Regions from separate parts of the Mus musculus genome. Here region 2 is linked to region 1. The links are chromatin contacts, called in public HiChIP or PLAC-seq maps. All regions are on one chromosome and are shown on one strand. The core of a region is the stretch at or near the end of the contact, and the rest is flanking DNA. Distances in the headings are between cores, read along the strand shown. Region 1 has its middle 54 kb from the start of Gm16701. Region 2 overlaps Uck2 (uridine-cytidine kinase 2).

The links. HiChIP or PLAC-seq counts read pairs in DNA pulled down with a chosen protein or histone mark.
Region 2: a FOXA1 HiChIP or PLAC-seq map of pancreatic cancer cells shows a contact between it and region 1. The contact joins two enhancer-like sites. A contact is called at or near these places in 1 of 115 datasets of contacts at active chromatin or transcription factors (pancreatic cancer cells) and 1 of 9 other capture datasets (adipose tissue).

Annotation. Positions count from the first base shown.
Region 1 is chr1:166,942,959-166,949,469 of GRCm38.p6, forward strand. It overlaps the pseudogene Gm6286. Among named protein-coding and RNA genes, the nearest start is that of Gm16701, 54 kb to the right of the region's middle. Within about 2 kb of position 1,458, at least 8 of the 459 cell types and tissues checked have an H3K27ac peak or open chromatin away from gene starts, as enhancers often do. A contact at or near this core is called in pancreatic cancer cells, where this site is marked.
Region 2 is chr1:167,237,639-167,243,697 of GRCm38.p6, forward strand. It overlaps Uck2 (uridine-cytidine kinase 2), which reads right to left. Exons shown (of 7, transcript NM_030724.3): 2 at 1-10. Among named protein-coding and RNA genes, the nearest start is that of Gm46170, 26 kb to the right of the region's middle. Within about 2 kb of position 4,698, at least 129 of the 459 cell types and tissues checked have an H3K27ac peak or open chromatin away from gene starts, as enhancers often do. A contact at or near this core is called in pancreatic cancer cells, where this site is marked.

The sequences.
Region 1 (6,511 bases), core at 208-2,707:
AGTGAAGGAGCATTAGGGAGGAGTTGGAGGGATGGGGATGGGAGATGGATTGGTTCCAAACACATTATACGTGTGTAAAAATGTTACATATTTCTATTTTTTAAAAGAATCCTTTTTAAAGGGAATGATAAGCTGAATTCTAATAGAGAAGAAGGAGAGTTAAAGGGAGAGGAGGAGGGGAGGGGGGATGGGAAGGGAAGAGACAAAAGTGCATTGCAGGTTAGTGAGAGCGGGTACTACTTCACGCAGTATTTGTAGAATGCAGCAGTATTAAGTATTTTCCTCACTTCATGCTGTGAAGAAAGTAGAGAAGAGACTGGGAACACACAAGCACATCCCATAGTGGGAATAGTTTCTTCTGAGGTTCAGTGGTGTGAGAGGGAGCAGGGGGTATTTACTTTCATGGTGAGAAAGAGAGAGAAAGATAGAAGGAGATAGAGTGAAACAGAGAGAGACAGAGAGCCCTGAGCATCCATTCAGAAACTACATTTTCAGTTCTCTGACCAAAGCAGCAGAGAGACCACAAAGATCTACGCATGATCTCCTATATTGATAAATTTACGAATGTGTCATTTGGAGAAAACACCCACTATATAACAAAATATCAGAGTAGGTCTGGAAAACAAATGCAGTAATAAACCAAATATGGTGCCAAGGAAGTTGCTTCAGTAAGAGACCATCTTGGAGAGCTTCACAACAGAGGGGGACTTTCCTTGAGCCCCAGAAGATGGAAAGAAATTCAGCAAATATGAGCTCTAGGAGTGAGAAGCATGCGACACAACTCCAAATCTTCTAGATAAGGAATTACAGTTGGAATCAAGTCAGTAGAGGGTGCATTTGGAGTATGGTAGGTTGGTCTGAAAAGATCAGAGGAAGTCATAAGTGAGACTAGGGGTAGCAAGTAGCACCCAGATCAAGCAAGGCATTGCCTTCCCACATTTTTTAAAAATGTTTTTAAAAAACGAGATTTTTCTCTGCAGGCAAAAGCACACAGGGAAACTTATTAACAGGGAAGAAACATACACATTGTTATAGGTTAATTAGCAACGGGGACAGGAAAGATCAGTGACAGTGACATCTCTGAGTGACAGGTCTCAGGCCTCATCAGGCTGGTGGGGACAGCAGCTTCCCACAAGGGCCAGCTAATGTCAGGATCTATCCTTTCCTCAAACTTGACAACATGCACAGGTCCCATAGCCTTCACTACCTTGGTGTTGTCCTCTATGATTCATGGATGCTGCAGAGACTGGGGAAGACAAAATATGTTCAAGCACATAGATAGAAGTTTACCACTCTCTAGGGGAAAGTGCTCCAAATCTAGTCTTAGCAGGCCCCACCACATAAAAAAAAAAAAAAAAAAAAAAAACAACTATATTTTAAAGCATAGATTACTGGTTGGTGCTTTTTAGTTCTTAAGACTTATTGTTAACCTACCTCAACTTCTTTTAGCTCAGTGGTTCTCAACCTTCCCAACACTTTGACCCAGTTCCTCATGTCGTGGTAACCCCCAACCATAAAATTATCTCATTGCTACTTCATAACTGTAATTTGGCTACTGTTATGAATCACAATGTAAATATCTGCTAGACAGGATATCTGATACGTGACCTAGTGGCTTCGTGACCCACAGGTTGAGAACCATTGCTTTAGCAGGTCAAACATTAAAAGTGCTGAGAGCAAAACCAGACTAGAGTGAAGCTCACTGCAGAATGCTTCTGTAACTAATGATAGCATCACGATACCACAGAAATCAGAGAATCCAGCTGGCCGTGGCAGTGCACAGCTGGGTGGCGGTGGCCATGAATAAAGTTCAGCTGGTAATGTACTTGGCCTAGCACAGGCAAGGCTGCCTGCCACTCTGGCTTTGCTCCTCAGAACGTAATAAGGCTGAGTGCAGTGGGACATCTACCCTCCTGATATGAAGACAGGAAGATCTGAAGTTAAGTTCAAGGCCTGCCTGAGCAACGTGAGACCCTGACTCCAAAGAAATGGGGCATATAGAAAGAAGAAGGAGAGAGGGAGAGGGAGAGGGAGAGGGAGAGGGAGAGGGAGAGGGAGAGGGAGAGGGAGAGGGAGAGGGAGAGGGAGAGGGAGAGGGAGAGGGAGAGGGAGAGAAGAAAGCCAATCAGTCAGCCAGCCATAGGACCTGTCCCCAGGTGGTATCGCACATCCATACAGAACACTGACAGATCTGCTCATTTCCTGTCTGTCCAGGTCCCTAGTCTTGAGTCACTATTAAGTCATCATCTCCATGAAAGGAGCAGTGAATGGACTTTCTCATCTGACATATCCTCAGCTCCTAACTCATAAGCAAGCTATGACCGGGTGTGTGGATGATGCCCAGAGTCTTCCAGTAAGCACACAGTGTGTCCTCTACCACCCAGATGCCATGGGATAAGTCCCTCATTCATTCTCTCTCTCTCTCTCTTTCTCTCTCTCTCTCCCCTCTGTGTGTCTGTGTTTCTGTCTGTCTATCTGTCTCTCTCTCTTTCATATGCATTTGCACACATGTATTCATGTGTGCTTGTGTGTGTGTGTGTGTGTGTGTGTGTGTATGTGTGTAAACTTCTAAATTCCATGTTCTTTTTTTTTTAATTTTGTAATTATATTTAGGTACAGAAAATTCAGCATACATTTAACCCAATTTAGTGGCGAGTTCTTTAGCCTTTGCTTTTTCCAGCTTGGCAATTCGAGCCACAGACTTAGGACCCAGGACGTTGCCTCCCCAGTGGCGACGGATCTCGTCATATCTGTCATTATAATTGGTCCTAATAGCTTCCACCAGCTTAGCCAGAGCACCCTTGTCTTCCGAGTTAACCTGTGTGAAGGCAACAGTGGTGCATGTCTTCCTGTGGACCAGGTGCCCCAGCCTGGCCTTTCCCTTGATGATGCAGTAGGGCACCCCCATCTTTCGACACAGGGCAGGTAGGAAAACCACCAGCTCAATGGGGTCTACGTCATGGGCCATCACCACCAGCTGAGCCTTCTTATTCTCCACCAAGGTGGTGACTGTATTGACTCCTGCTCAGAGGACAGGTGGCCTCTTAGTAGGGACGTCGCCTTTGCCAGCAGCTTTCTTCTCAGCACGGGCCAGTAGCCTTTGCTTCTTCTCTTGCTTTGTCTCTGGCCTGTACTTGTGGGCAAGCTTAAGCAGCTGAGTAGCTGTCTGCCTGTCCAGGGCCTGGGTGAACTGGTTAATGGCAGGAGGGACTTTGAGCCGCTTGTAGAGGATGGCTCTTTGCCGCTGCAGCCTGATGTAGCGGGGCCATTTGACGAAGCGCATTAAATCTCTTTTGGGCTGGATGTCCTGTCCAATGCCGAAGTTCTTGGGCCTCTTCTCGAACAGAGGGTTGACCACCTTCTTGGCCTCCTGCTTCTTGACGACGGCGGGGGCCGGGGCCACCTTCTTCCCCTTGGCCTTCTTCCCATTGGGCATCTTGCTCGGCTGCTGGAGAAAAGAAATTCCATGTTCTATCCTCTACATTCTTTCTGTTTTCCTAAGACTCTTTTCATACATTACGTGCACTGGAAATTATCAGGATAAAGTTTCAACGTCTGGGTCAGGACTATTTTTTAATTAATTAATTAATTTTAATTTTATTTTTTTTACATTCCATATTTTATTCTGCCCCCTCCCATCCACCCTCCAACTGCTCTATATTCCACACCTCATCCCTATCCCCCTGTCTCCACATGGATGACCCCATCCCCCACCCCACCTGGCCTCTAAACTCTGTGGAGCCTCCAGTCTCTTGAGGGTTAGGTGCATCATCTCTGAATAAACACAGACCCAGAAGTCCTCTGCTATATGTATGTTGGGGGCTCTTATCAGCTGGTGTATGGTCCCTGTTTGGCGGTCCAGTATTTGAGAGATCTCAGGGGTCCTGATTAATTGAGACTGCTGGTCCTCCTACAGGGTCGTCCTTCTCCTCAGCTTCTTTCAGTCTTCCCTAATTCAACAACAAGGGTCAGCTGCTTCTGTATATTGGTTGGGTGCAAATATCTGAATCTGACTCTTTCAGCTACTTGTTAGGTCTTTTGGAGGGCAGTCATGATAGATTCCTTTTTGTGAGTGCTCCATAGCCTCAGTAATAGTGTCAGGCCTTGAGCTGTATCCCACTTTGGGCCTCTTGCTGGACCTTCTTTTCCTCAGGCTCCTCTCCATTCCATCCCTGTAATTCTTTCAGACAGGAACAATTATGAGTTAGAGTTGTGACTGTAGGATGGCAACCCAATCTCTGACTTGATGTCCTTTCTTCCTGTGGGAGGTGGGCTCTATAAGTTCCCTCTCCCTATGTCTGGCATAAATGCCTGGCATTTCATCTAAGATCCCTCCCTTTGAGTCCTGAGAGTCTCTCAGCTCCCAGATCTCTGATGCGTTTTGGAGAGACACTCCTCCATTGCTGGTGGGATTGCAAACTGGTACAACCACTCTGGAAATCAATCTGGAGGTTCCCCCAGAAAACTGGAAATAGATCTGCCTGAAGACCCATCCAAACAACTCTTGGGAATATACCCAAAAGATGCCCCACCATGCCACAGGGGCATGTGTTCCACTATGTTCATAGCGGCCTTATTTGTGATAGCCAGAAGCTGGAAACAACCTAGATGTACCACGACAGAAGAAAGGACTCTTGACTAAGTGACAGATTCCCATTCAGACTGTCTCATATAATATGGTGGTGCATTTATGAACTTCTCTTCTGTCGTTGCTGGAGTCCGCACACGCAAACCATGCTGACCAGAGCCTGTCTCTCCACCTCTAGCCTCTCCTGTCCTCAGTGCTGGCTTCACCACTCAGATCTAAGTGGCAGCAAAGACACAGCGAGTCCAAGACCTAACAGCTTAAAAACCCAGAGAAGAACAGGGTGTCCTTTTCAAAGAGTTCTTGTCAGTCTTAGGTGTCTGTCTCTTCATTGGCTAAACTTAGGTCACGTGCCCACCCAGGAACCAACCACTGGGATTCCATTTGTCCAAATCCAGCCCTGGAGCAACAGAAATGGGATTGAGCCACAGGGAATAATAAGAGAGGAAGTCTGAGAGATGAGTGAAATCCCAGAAGAAAATCAGGTGCTACTACCAGCAAGGGTACCAGATGCTCGGGAGAGGCTAGTAGGCAGATGTTATCATCTCCAGCTATCTAAATTGAGAGTGAGTAAAGCCCCATCTGATAGACTGTCAGGAAGCAATTAAGCCTTTTGTCACTGCTGATGCTGCGCATGCATTTAATGATAACAGATGTGCTGCGGCACCAGTGAGCAGCTGCAGAGAGGGAGCCAGCAGGGCTGGAAGGAAAAGCCAAGCCATCCATCTTCCAGCCGGAGTTCCCCCCACCCCTTCCCCCGCGTCGACGGAACTACTCAGGATGCCTAAACTGACTCGGGTACCTTCCGAGTTGCAAAAACTCTGCTCTGGGATTCAGCAGATATATCTGAAACTGCTTTATGACCAACAGTTAAAGTGAGGTAAATTAAGGGAGAGAAACCAAGGATATGGTTTCGTGCATAAAACCCAGCCATATAATTAACAGAGCCCACATCAATCACACATCAGTTAGGCCTCACTGGTTTCATAGGTATTCGATGGTAGAAATAAACCAGTCCTGATAGGCAAAGAGGATTGAAGCCAGTAAAACTGAAATACTTAAATGTGAGGCTCCTGTCGTTAATTAGTCAAGTTCCGACTCTGTTTGTGGTATTTGTGGGATATTTAGTAATTAGGTTTTTTAATGTTCCTGTCCTCATTTAGCTTCAGCGTCTGTCATTCCCAACATTTCTTTGTCTAGGCAATGCCACGAGGTGTATTTTTAATAATAGTAAACCCTTGTGCTGCAGATCACTCTGTCCTTTATAAAATCACTCACTGGAGTTGCCCAGCAACCTCGGAGACAAGCAAGACGAACTATCCTCCCAAGTAACTACTGGAGCATCCGGCTCAGCATCCGCGGTGGAGTCTGGTTGTCTTGCTGTGGTTGTCATTATTGGAATGGTGGATCATCGGAGCTCTGGTGTTAGGGTTCTAAGAGATGGGTGAGGTGACTCAGTCAGAGCAGAAGCAACCTTGGCAGTTTTGGTCCCCAGGGTTCTAAGTCCATTCTATGTAACTACAAAAGCATTTATGAAAACCTGAGCTTCATGAGTCACCCAAGTGCACCAATGGTAATCCTCTGGAAAGGGGAAAAACGACAATAAAAAAACAAACAGAGGCACTCTTTAAAACAAGTAATACAAAGGTTGTTTGATAAAGCCTCAAGGAACTGTATTATTTATATGTACCTAAAATTATACTGTACACACACACACACACCTACACACATACATACATATGTGTGTATATATGTATAAACATGTATATATACGTATATATATATATATATTTGTATACACTTAAGATATGTGTGTATGTGTATGCATATATAATATCTTAAACCTTAAAGGGCATTATAGCACTTGGGCTGACTATGTTCCATACAAGAGCAATAGACTATCAAAATCCCAGCACTAAGCACAAG
Region 2 (6,059 bases), core at 3,448-5,947, 300 kb after region 1:
AAACGGAAGACTGTGAGGAGAGAAGACGACAGCCAGGAGTCAGAGGTGTGTGGGAGCACAGGAAGTGCACATCTCGAGGCTGGCGCCTCCCTGAGCTCTAGTAATATACAGTCAACTAAAACGGTAAGACAGTGCCGAGGTGGGGGTGGGGATGGGTTTGGGATCTTGAAAAATAAAACCCCTCTAAGACCAGCCTGCTGAAAGGAAGGTCTAAGGAGCCCAGGGTCCCTTCCTCCTCCTCAGCGCCTGCTGCTCTGAGAGCTCCATGCTGTAAGGTGTGGAGAGTGGCCCTGCCTCCTCTCTGCAAGCTGGTGAATGAAAACGGAATGCCAAGTATCGCTCCATCTTCAAGTGGAACTGATGGTATGCTGACAGAGCAAAAAGTGACTACGTAAGCACGGGGCACTCAGCGCCTACACAGCCTCATCAGTGGGAGCGAGAGCCGGAGCAAGGGCTATGCAATGTGGCGGACAGGCTGGAATGTCGGCTCTGTGGCTGAAGTGCTTGCTGCTCTTCCAGGGGACATGAGTTCCACCCCCAGCACCCAGGACGGGTGGCTCACAATCACCTGTAACTCTTAACTCCAGGGAAGCCAACAGCATCTTCTGGCTTGTATAGGCATGCAGGTAGATATAAACAGGTAATGAAGCCTTACTTAAATAAAACAGAAGCAGACTGGCAAGATGGCTCAGTGGGTAAGGCACTGGCCACCACGCCTGTAATCTGTGGTGGACCCGTGAGGCAGAAGAAAAAGAGTGAATGTGGATAAGCTGTCCTCTGACCTCCACAGACATGCACATACATGCACATGCATGCACACACTAAACCCAGACGTACAACAAAATAAAAAGTGTGTGCCATTGATTCTAGCACTCTGAGAGGAGAAGGCAGTTTGAGTTTGAGGCCAGCCTGGTCTACAGAGCCAGGCAAAGCTCCAGGAGCAAGCAACAAACAACCTGACAACTCAGAACTGACACATAAGAGTTACCAGGCTCGGCTTTGTTCTCGAGCCTGTTTTGCGAACTTTGCCACCTGACTTTAACAGCAGAACACACAAACCAAAGCACACACAAGTTACAATTCTTATAAACGTTGTTTGGTTTACTGGAGCCTGAGAACAGTAAGCCACTCATTGCACCGCTCTGTATCCGTCAGACTGTTCTGTGCAGCACCACGGGGCATGTTTGTCACGGAACCCTCGAAGGAGGGACAATAGTTTGCCACAGTTTATTGTTCCTAAGTCATTTTCCCTCTTGTGACACTTTTATACAGCTAAGCACTTGAAACTACTTTGAACTTTTATTGGAGTGTATATTTGCTCCCTGAGATGCCCCCACACACACCGCTGCCCCCACCCCCAGGAAGGTAGAGCTTGCATGTCTGTCTCTAACTGCAAACACCCAGCATCCAAGTCAATGAAAGGGACTGATACAGTTGCAGGCCTGGAATCTCCTGATTCCTACATTCAAAGGTGGTGAGAAAAGTCTGTGCTGCTCACCTTTTCTGGGACACAGAACTTTCACAAAGGCATGTGTACACTAACTATACATTTTTTTGAACAATTTTGCCCAAGTCTAGTAAATGTTTTTGATCCATAGTAATAGCACACTACCACCAAAGTGTATAAAGCTAGCATGCCTGACAAGAAACAATTTCTTTCCCTTGATCCAGCTACAACCCTGAAAAAAAAAATCTGATTGGCAACTCTTATGAGTAGGCTAAAAAAGTTCGCCATAAAGTGCAATTCAAGGGCTTTGGTGCTCTTCGTAATTCCTGACTGGAACAGGGCTGTTTCATGAGATGGAAGTCACTAGTACAGGAGTTCAACAGCTAGTGCTAAGGTGGGGGTGGGGGTGGGGGTGGGGGTGGGGGTAGGGGTGGGGGGGTGCAAGGCACAACAAGGTGCTGGAGTCAGGACTCTAAGCCAGGGCTGGAACAGCTCACAGCTATCTAACAGCCTGAGGGAGCTTGCGTGCAGCCTAGTTTTGTGCATCTTCATCCTCTCTGTTTTTCCAAGGTAGACTTTCTCCAAGTAGTCCTGGCTATTCTGGAACTCCTCTGTAAACCAGACTGGCCCGGCTCAGAGAACCAAGTGCGGGTACTAAAGGCATGCACCACCTCCACAGATTTCTCGCACTTCCGCAGGCACTGGCAGAGAGAGAGCTCTGGGCAGTGTCCAGCCGCAATGCACCGCATCCTTACCTCACTGCCTGTGTTAAATGTCATAGCATTTCAAATAACTAAAGGCAGGGAGTGGTGCGTCTACCAAAAGAAAGCTCAAAGTGCGTACACAGAAGTCCCAGTTGTTGGGAGCCAGCATCGAGGACGACAGGCTGAGCGCTCTAGATGTGTGGAACAACGGCTTCCTTTCTCAGAGACACTCTCGGTGGCCCTCGGGGAATCGCCAGAGTGTCAGTGAGTCGCCAGAACCCTCCGGCTGGCAGTTCCTAAAAGGGCAGATGCTGAGCCTGCTGCAGATTCTGGCCTAAGCAAAGGCTTTTTCTTTAAAAACCATCCTCACTCACACACAAGTTGGCTCTCAACCACCCAGATACCATCTGCCTATTCTACTTCTAGCAGTGTGTCTTCCCGGGCCTAACCCCCTTCTGAGGCTGCGGGCCAGTGCCAATACTTCTGAGCACTGGGGACTGTTGTCTCTTTGTCATATGCCCTCCAACCCCAGGATGTACACAAGGCCAGGGCTGGAGAGCTCTGTGGCCCCAAACCCTTGGGTGGGTGGAAGGCTGATGGGGGGGGGGGGGTCCCTGCAGCCTCACAAGGGACATCCTGGCTAAGGGCCACTCTGTCCAGCATGCCACAATCCCATCAAGTTGTTGAGGCTACTTCAGAATCAGGGGGAGGGAAGCCTAGCAACCAGCCAGCCAGGCTTAAAGGAGCCAATCAACAGGCAGATTCATCATTTCCATCCCCTCGGTTAACACTTGCCCTGACCTCAGCTGACCTCATCAGCTGGTGGTGGGAAAAGGCCAAGCAGGGACGGCCATCTGGCCCCTTCGCTCTGGTACTGCGAATAAGTCATACCAATTACTCTTCAGTCTTTCCCGGTTAGTATGATTACTAAGTTCTATGGTGTCCATCTCAAGAAAAAAGAAAAAAAACATCATGCCCCCCCCCCCCAGACATTAGGTCACTTTTTTGGGCTCAGGGGGTGTTCCTCACACAACTCACAGGCTCTAATTTACAGGCATGAGAACATCAAAACACCCATCATTTGCTCTGGCCACAACTGAGAAGAAAATTCAAATCTGTTGATTCTAACGGGAGCAAGCCAATCTTGTGGCCACGGCAGAGAGGTGTCCACTCGAATGCTTCCCTAGAGTAGCTGCAAGCCATCGATATAGGCTTAAGCGTGGGTAGCCCAAAACCATGCAATGCTAAGCGGGCAAACTAACCACAAAGCGGACCAACTGTGTGCTCAAGACACAGACAGGATCTCAATGAGAAACTTGCTGAACTGCTACAAATGCATGAGGTTCCCCAGTACCCCAAAGAGGCCACAGACCATTCCAATAACCCAAGAATCAGCTGTGGCTCAGCTTTTACCCCAGGGACTGGCCAGGCTGTACCACAGAGGAGCTGGAAGTTGGGGGGGGGGGGGCACGGCGGTGTCTCAGTTCAGCAGAGGTCCTTCTCTTTAAACCCGGCACCTGTAAAGTGTACACCGCTCCTTTTTAGTTAGCATCGGCCATGATTTGAACTATTCTCTCCTAGGGTCTATCCTGACCGACACAAAACTCTTAAATACTTAGTAGAGGTGGCTGGTTGTGTGTTCCGAATCTCCAGCCCTGAGCATTAACGTTTTCGGCCCTTCCTTGCGCTGCGTCATCATGCTAAATTCTAGTCACATTAATATGTAGAGGTCTTAAGCGAAAGGTTTCTGGAAGCTCCTTAAATAATTAAGTACTCCCCCCTTTTGTCCCTCCTAGTAAACACTTGCTAGCTGGAGCTTAAGCAGCCACCCTGAAGCAACTAAAGATAGACAGTAGCTAGACAAAGTAAGTCTGAGAGTCAGGGAACCACAAATCAGATAAAAGAGTAGGAGCATGCTATGTTCAGAATATGTCCTCCAAAGTCAGGCTGGACGTGTATGTGAATCTGACAGTATCAGAGGTGAGGGTACTGGGGGAGAGGGGAGAGTTCTTGACACACTGAGTATAGGTGTGATTTACACATGCACACCTTCCCACCAAGTTCAGGTGACGGTTGACCAAAGCTACAGTCCTATCTGAGAATAGGAAATTTAATGCTTTTTAATGCTTCCAAAGAAAGGGGGAGGGGGGGGGAGAATTGGAGGGAAAAAAGAAAGAAAGGAAATGCCTCCTGTAGGGCATTTCCCTAATTAGTGACTGCTAGGGGAGGGCCCAGGCTATTACAGATGGTACCAGCCCTGGGCCAGAGGTCCTGGATATTATAAGAAAGCAGGCTTAATAAGCCATGAGAAGCAGGCCAGTAAGCAGCACCCTCCATGGCCTCTGCATCAGCTCCTGCCTCCCAGTTCCCATCCTGACTGCCTTTGGTGATGAAAACTGATGCCAAGTGTGAGCCACATAAGCCCTTCCCTCCCAGGGTTGCTTTTGGCCAGTGTTTCATCACAGCAACAGTAACCCTGACTAAACCCTGACTATGACACAGAACCTGCAGCTAGAGCCATCTCAACCCTCAACCCAACCTATGACGTGGGTGACACTATCCTCTCTTACCTAACTCTCTGAGTCACAGAGAGGCAGAGTAAGTGATTCTGCCTGTGACCACACACTGCAAAAGCAGCTGTGCCTGGCTCAGGACAGCCTGGCTGAGGGTGGGGGTGGGGGGGGGGTGCTCATAATCACTGCACACCTGCCAGGCCTGCCCCACTTCCGAGCAGACAGAAAGCCCCGGGACTCTTCAAACGGGTGCAGTGCCAATGTGCTCAGACCCAGCATCGCTGGGGAGACTCTGCAACCCTCCTTGCAGGCTCTGCAAAGCAAGTGCTTGCTGGGCCTCTCGGGAAGTTAATTGTTCTGATGACTACTTCACGATGGAGGGAAAGGTAAGCCACTGCTGATTGTCGACAATTAGTTCTTTTGGTTAAAAGATGTCTGAGCACATGCTGAAGGGGGCACAGATGGCTACTCTAGGAAGCAGGTGAGCCACTGCTGTGTTCTAGGGGGAAAGGAGCGAGCGAGGTCACAGCAAAGCATAACACAGGGATTACTCCACTTGTGCTTAGCCTCGTGCTGTGAACTCAGAAGGACCAGGCTAAGAATGGCAGCGTTCCTACCCTCTTATCCAGCAAGAAGCTAACAGTCCTGAGTTAGTCATTAGCTAGGCAAGAGTTAGCTAGCGAGATGGCTCAGTGGGTAAGAGCACTGTCTGTTCTCCCAAAGGTCCTGAGTTCAAATCCAAGCAACCACATGGTGGCTCACAACCACAAAAAGGACAAACACTGCTCACAAAGAACTGAGGTCTAGGGTCATCCTGTCTGGTCACCAGCTGTGCAGAGGCAAACTCCCCTCGTACAGCAGAATGCCAGGATTCCGGTGGTCACACTAACCCTCACATGAGGTAACAATGACTCTAAACAGTCACTCTGCAGAAACGACTTCAGCCCTTCTGTGTAAAGAAATGAATTCTTTCTGCCTCCACTTCCTCACCCTCCGCCTGAATACAGAATCGGTGGCCGTGCCTGGGCTTGCTGCTGCTAGCTTTGGTGAATCTGCTAAGTCCTTTCTGAAGCTCGAGGCAGAGGGCAGAGATCACACTGGAGGGTCAATCATTCCTCTCACTTCAGGACACAAGTGGGGCTGGTCCAGCTCCTTCCCCTCACACAGGGGGATTAAGGGACAAACTGGAGTGGTGAAACTCAATACTCAAGGTCGCTTGCCCCCAAGGACACAACATCTACCCATTTGCTCTCACCTGGCTTCTTCTACACAGGGAAGACGCCTACAACAGAGGTGATGCGCTGAGAAGTGAGAAGGCAGCTGACTGCCTCTCCTGTTTATACAGCATTGAATCACAGGTGGGCGGGGGCAAGAGAGGGTAAATGGCCAAAGTAC